Regions from separate parts of the Mus musculus genome. Here region 2 is linked to region 1. The links are chromatin contacts, called in public HiChIP or PLAC-seq maps. All regions are on one chromosome and are shown on one strand. The core of a region is the stretch at or near the end of the contact, and the rest is flanking DNA. Distances in the headings are between cores, read along the strand shown. Region 1 has its middle 110 kb from the start of Gm39242. Region 2 overlaps Zfhx3 (zinc finger homeobox 3).

What was found. HiChIP or PLAC-seq counts read pairs in DNA pulled down with a chosen protein or histone mark.
Region 2: an H3K4me3 HiChIP or PLAC-seq map of embryonic forebrain shows a contact between it and region 1, with 4 times the contacts expected there. The contact joins two enhancer-like sites. A contact is called at or near these places in 1 of 39 promoter capture datasets (neural stem cells) and 7 of 115 datasets of contacts at active chromatin or transcription factors (astrocytes, craniofacial prominence, embryonic basal ganglia and 4 more).

What each region holds. Positions count from the first base shown.
Region 1 is chr8:107,940,672-107,944,003 of GRCm38.p6, reverse strand. No RefSeq gene overlaps it. Among named protein-coding and RNA genes, the nearest start is that of Gm39242, 110 kb to the right of the region's middle. Within about 2 kb of position 1,758, at least 20 of the 459 cell types and tissues checked have an H3K27ac peak or open chromatin away from gene starts, as enhancers often do. A contact at or near this core is called in embryonic basal ganglia and embryonic forebrain, where this site is marked.
Region 2 is chr8:108,758,211-108,761,542 of GRCm38.p6, reverse strand. All of the region lies in intron 1 of Zfhx3 (zinc finger homeobox 3), which reads right to left. Among named protein-coding and RNA genes, the nearest start is that of Zfhx3, 45 kb to the right of the region's middle. Within about 2 kb of position 1,857, at least 79 of the 459 cell types and tissues checked have an H3K27ac peak or open chromatin away from gene starts, as enhancers often do. A contact at or near this core is called in embryonic basal ganglia and embryonic forebrain, where this site is marked.

The DNA of each region.
Region 1 (3,332 bases), core at 509-3,008:
TACCGATATAGTGAAAGATTCTCTCTCTCTCTCTCTCTCTCTCTCTCTCTCTCTCTCTCTCTCTCCTGCCTCTGTCTCTGTCTTTCTCTTCTCATAATAAAAATGTTTTAAATCTCCTTTCCCCTCCTGTTTTTTCTTTTCTCTCTCTTTCTTTCTTTCTTTCTTTCTTTCTTTCTTTCTTTCTTTCTTTCTTTCTTTTTTTTTTCTTTTCTGCTTACTCAAAACCAGAACTGAAGCCCCATGAAAAGGCCTTGTAATCCAGCCTTCTGTGTGATATCACAAATTAGTCATCTTCTCTTTCCTGGAGGTTGCACCGTCCTCTTTTTTTTTTTTTTTTTTTTAAATAAAAGCGGAGGCTAGAGTGGTGTTAGATTTTGACAGTGAAGGGTTTGCACTGATGGACCAAATAATCATGTGCACTGGGCGGGGGGGGGGGGGGGGCTGGGGGTGCAGATCTGGCACTGACCACTTAAAATTCAAATTTCACACTAACGATAAGTGTAATCATCTCAATCAGCACCATCACCATCATCATCATCACAATAAAAAGATGCATTCCGCGAGCCGGTGACATCAATCAACCACGGTGCAGATCAGAAGCAGTTCTCCCCTCTTGCTGGCTCACCCTGGCTGTCTGACACTAGCTTCCCCCTCCCCACCTCGCTGTCCTCCCCACCACCACCCCCACCTCACCCCCAGCTTGGGAGAAGTGATCACATTTAATTCATTACATCATTATGTCATCTCCATACTAATCTGTGCCCTCATACCTCCGCCACTTTGACATGCAAATGAGCTAGGGAAAAAAGCCACACATTAATATAAAAAAGTCACAGCAATCTTGTCATGATTTCCTCCCTCCCAGCCCCACAACACACTCCCTCCAATCTCCACCTCCCCCCCCCCCCACCCCATCTCTCTTTCCAGCACGCTGTGCTCGCGATCAGAGGAAACAACAGCAATCTGTTGAAGATCAGACGCTGAGACAGGGAGGTGGGGGGGAAGATACAACACATACACGTGTCGGCAACGCGGCCAGGAGTCCTATTTACATATTCACATGAGTTCCATTCTCAGACTGCTTAAGCGGGGAAGAAGTTAGGTGGCTCCCCCCACCCCAGCCACCCTCCCAGATCCAAAGAGAGACAAGCTACTGAGAGAAGAACACACGAATACATAGGGAAAGGGGAGGGGGGGCGCTTAGGAAGAGGGAGGGAGAAGGCAGAGAGGGAGACACACCAGCAAGAGACAGAGAGAGGGAAGAAAAGAAAAAAGAAAAGAAAGACTTTCACATCTACCTTACCTCAGCTAGCCTGCTTTCTGTAGCTCGCAAAGGGGGTTCCCTGTGGCTCCTTTACAATTTTTGAGACCCATCCTTCAGGCTCTCTCTCTCTCTCTCTCTCTCTCTCTCTCTCTCTCTCTCTCTCTCTCTCTCTCTCTCTCTCTTCCTCCTCCTCCTCCTCTCTCTGTGTTGTGACTGGGTTTAAAAAAATAAAAAATAAAAAAGACAACTCCATGTTAGGCTCCAGTCAAGGAGGCATCTTGAAGTCCAGGGCTACTGGGGGGCGGGAAGAGAGGAGGAGGGTCATAGCTTAATGCCTTACAAAGGAGAACCTGGGCTCTGTGCTTTAAAACATCTCTCTCGCATACGGTGACTGACAAAGGCAAAAACATATAGGGACTCCATGTGTACTTGGAGACATCTGTACATTTCCCACTAGTCTCCCGGATGCCAGGAATATTCAGATTGGGAGACAAACACATGCAAGACAATTAGGAGTCCCTTCAGGAAACCCCATGGCAGATCCACTTGGCTTGCTGATTGCAGAGGGAGCCAGGCAGCCAGGGGCTTTATTTGCTGAATCACATTTGTGGTAATACCTGGGTAATAATAACAGACAGGCTGGAGATGGGGGCTTCAGCCGCCGCCGTGATTTTCCCAGCTTTGATCAGTTTTCAGCGGTACATTTCTGGTAATGAAAACGTGTGAACATGTCCGCAGATTTTTTTCCCAAGTTCTCTCTCTCTCTCTCTCTCTCTCTCTCTCTCTCTCTCTCTCTCTCTCTCTCTCAATAACTAAAAAGAAATGAGAGAAGTGGGGGGGGGTTGAGGAGAGAGGGGGAAAGGAGAGGGGGGAGAGAGAGATTGCAATTTAATATATATCTACGCACTAATAATAAAAGCCCTTTCTCTATATATTCTTTATGAAGAGCAAGATTGGTATGATCTGAAAACAGAGGACCAAGGCAGACGCATCTGATTTTCTAGTGGCCCACTGTATAGCATTACCCTAATTGACTTTATTAGCTCTGGTGAGATGCTACCGTCCCTCCAAAGAACCTGCCTTGGAGGACAGCGACACACAGCACTGAGGAACGGAAGCTGATTCCAGGAAATTAAGTACTGCTCTATTCAAGTGAAAGGAATAAAAAATTTTCAAAACATTTGAATGGTGGGGGAGTTGAGTCCTATCTCTCAACCAGTTCATTTCAACCGGGGTGGGGGGGGCGGGGGGCAGGGAGACATCAGCTGTCCGAGGAACCTTTAACAGGATTGTGATTCTGAAAACTGGCTTGGGGGTGGTGGTGGGAGGGGGTGTTTGAAAACTGGTTTGCTGCATCAGTCAAAAACTTAAACGCCATAGACAGTGTTAAGCTGGAGCAGGGAAGCAGGGGGCAAATACTACCTTGGTGAATGTGTAAGTCCTGTGCAAATGTACATTCACCAACTAATGTGAGCATTATAAAAATGGGATAATTCTAGAGTAATGTCAATATAGGGATATATGTGTGTGTGTGTATATATGCATATACATATACACACACATATATGTATGTGTGTGTGTATATATATATATATAAAGAGAGAGAGAGAGAGAGGTCAGACACAAGGACCCAAAGGCAAGTCATTATATAAATGACCACACATGTCACATACAGGAGATTAGCTTTATATATCTACAACTGACAGGATGGAAGGAAGAGGAAGGGAACAAGAAGGAAGTATGTATGTGTATATATATGTGCATGCATGAATGCATGTGTATGTATGTATATGTATGTATTTTTGTGTATGTACATTAAAAAGATGTTATCTTTTATAGTAATAAAGAATTTGGGAGTGAGTAGTTGGGCGTAGGTGACAAAAATGTTAAATACGAATTGTTTCTTTATCTGAAACAGAGCTCTTGGTAGACACACATGAGAAAGGAATTAATGTCTCTGCGTCTCACAGAAACCAGGAAAAGAGACTTTTTTTTAATGTTCCCATCCAGAATTTGAAGAGGAAAGAAGGTAATTTTAAGGCCCTGACCCCAGTATTTGGGCTAGAGC
Region 2 (3,332 bases), core at 608-3,107, 820 kb before region 1:
TGGATTGCACGAGTTCACCATCCATTTGCTTCTCCAAACAATTAATATACTTAATAACTCTGGCCCCCATGACAAAGTCCTCGGACGCCCCTCGATTAACCTCTCCCTGCTATGAGCAGTGGGTCTCCCCAGCTTCCCCGTGTTCCCTACCACTTAATCACTTTTTAATCCACAACAGGACTCTGTGCCACACTGTGGTTTTTCTTTTTTTTTTTTTTCTTGTCTCTTAATCTTTTATGAGGGACCTTATGAAAAGCTTTTAGAAAAATACAAGGGAATTCTGCCTACCAGGTCATCTTTATTATTTTAGAATTCTTTATGAAGAAATTACAGCGCTTAATGTTGTAAATGAATATTTAAAACTGGGCCTTCGTGTAGACGCGCAGGTCTGACTCGGGTTATATTTAAGTCGCTGTGATATACTCCAGCTTTAGAAATATTCTTGTCTGCCCGAAAGAGAAGAGTGACTCTCCCCCACCCTGACCCTAGAGGACGGTAATTCCGGGGAGTGCTCAGGACCTTCCGGGTCAGCAAAAAAACTTAGCACACACTGAATAGTGGTGGCTCGTACCGGGTGACTTTGAACAGTAATAGGTCAAAAGTCACTGGGTCCAGGAAGGTCCTCTTGGATGTGGCGCCTGTCCGACTTCAACCTTTTCCAGCTTTTCCCGGGAGGGAGGTGGGTAAACAGCTGGCTTGCACATCTGCAGGGAGCCAGCCACAGCTTGACACTGGTACCATCTCTGTCCTCAAAACAGTTGTTTGTTGTGGCTACTGTTCCTAGCCAGCATTCTGCAACCTGTTCGGTTCTGCCCTCTAGGGCCGGTTTTCCCCTTCCCCTGGACAGATGGGACAATTAAAGATGTACAAGGAATATTTCTTGGTCGTCCAAATACGATTTTCTTGGAATGTCTGAAGGTAAAGCATTTAGGCAACGAGGCTTTTCGAGACCTGGACTTAAGAGCTGTAATACGATTCTGGAATTCATTTGAAAACTTTCCTATCAAGTAAATCAGAGGGTTAAATGATTCAAACGTCACACCAACACAATGTGCAAAATCACCCAGAGACTCTATGACCTTCTCGGTCCATGTTCCTGATTATAAAACTCCACTTAGCTTTTGCTCCAATCACAGAAACAGTAGTTAGGGTCCCAAACTGTAAAGCCAGATGAGCATCCTGCCACTTCTCCAGAACATGAATTATAGTGAAGTTAACAAGATGCAGGAAACAGACAACAGACTTCAGAATACTGGGTAGTTGTTTACACTTGAGTTAGATCCCCTATGTCAATCCATCATGGGGCACCTATTAAGAGTCGCCACAGCCAGTGAGGCAGCTCAGTGCCTACAGGTGCCCGCTTGCCGGGCCTGACCACCTGAGACCAAGGACCCATAGGGCAGAAGGAGAGAATGGACTCTCACAGCTGTCCTCTGACCTCCATACACTGGGCATACAACACGTGCACCCACACACATGCCCACAGAATGAATGAATGAATGAATGAATGTGAACTTCAAAAAAAGTTATCTAATTGGGCTGTCCATGTTTTCCTTCTGCTCCTCTCGGCTCCTGACCCCCTAGAGGGCAGAATGAGAACTGCAAGTCCAGGCACTCCATTATGGCAATGAAGCAGTTCAGCCTGCACTTACTTAATGAGCTCTTGTAAGGAAGCAGGAAGTCTATAAAGTAATTTAAATAACTTCCAGTCCTGAAATAAAGGAAATTAAACTGCTGGCACAAACCTGTCTGATGGACAACTTCTTTGTCCCTCCGATCACATCCACAGTTACAGCTGTCATAGGCCTCTTCCCAAGGCCAGCCCCCAAATTCCTCTCCTATGAAACACACAAAGGCTGCCAGTCTTCAAGCAATCCCAGCCTCGGAAGAGATCCTGAGCCAGGGATGTGGTGTGCCAGGCAGCAAGCGCAAAAGGAGTCGGCCCATGAACCCCACGAGGGGAGGCCTGGTGCTCCGACTGTAGGACCTCAGGCAGATCGCAGAGCTCCGAGGAGCCTCGGCAACAGCAGCGTGACCCGGGGAAGGCTTGGATCTGGCCAAGGGACGGCTGTGATTGTGAGAGGGTCAGATGAGAACAGAGCAACTGAAAGGCAAAATCATGCAGGTATAGTTTGAGCCACCCAGGGCCCTCAGGCCCTGGGATTTCACAACCTGCTCAAGAAGTCCCATCCTGCTGTGGCTTTCCTCCCTACTAAGAATGTTGATTCTCCGTTTCGTCTGAGCGCTTAAATGCAGGTAATTATTTGCCCGGATAATGGCTGGTCCTACTGGATATCATTTTCCTACAGGCAGAGACGGTGGCCTTTCATCTTCTATAAACCCGTGTGACCAGCACACCAAGCAAACCCTTGATGAAGGGGCTGGACTTCACCACCCCGTGGCTACCCAGACATTCACCGAATACCAATAAGCTACCAATGAGCCCTCGACTTTCCACAAGACAAGGCAAATCTCGTAACAAAATGAGACTCGTAACCCCACTGTAAGTCTACAGGGAAGGGGCCAGACTTGGGGGTGGGGGGTTTAAGGACCTCTTTCCCTGCACAAACACCCCGGCTTTCCCACCTGCAACCCTTGAAATGTGCAGACTGCTGTGGCCACAGCGGCTTCACCTGGTGAATCGAAGCTGCTAGATGCTACAGGCTTGTTTCTGGCCATAGAGTTAAGTTTACTTTACTGATAACAATCAACCAGGTATGAACTAGTCTGACCAGTACTGTGGACACAGGATCACTACAAAGATCCCTTTCGTTCCTCTTGGTCCCAAAGCTATTGTTACTGAAGGCCAGTCTGCGAATCTTCAACCCTTCCACCAGAAAGGCTAAGAATGAGGCAGGACTTTCACCACCACCAAAAAAAAGAAGTCACCTTCTATGCAGGGAGGAGAGAGGCTGGTATTCTTAAAAGAGAACCACAGTTCTTGCTCAGAGAGAGACCCATCTAAGCCCCCTTTGAGATGGAAAATCACCAACAGAAACTCAGCGTTGCTTTCTAGAAAGACCCTGGGGCGGCATGGTGGGTCCTGTCTTACGGTTTTGTTCTTTGTACTGCTGGTAACTGAGCCCAGGGCCCCACAGGAAGCCCTTGACCTTCACAGACAGACTCCATGTGAAGCTTCCCTATCACCCCAACCATTTCTGATTTTGGGTTTTTTTTTGGTTGGTTGGTTGGTTGGTTGGTTGGTTGTTTTAGTGCTAGGGATCTAGGGCCTCCTATATGCTAAGCACCATATCATAGCATTCTTAAGATCACTGAAGAATTCAAGGCACTATCTCACTTGGAGCCCATGTAACCTGCATGATCGCATTCAG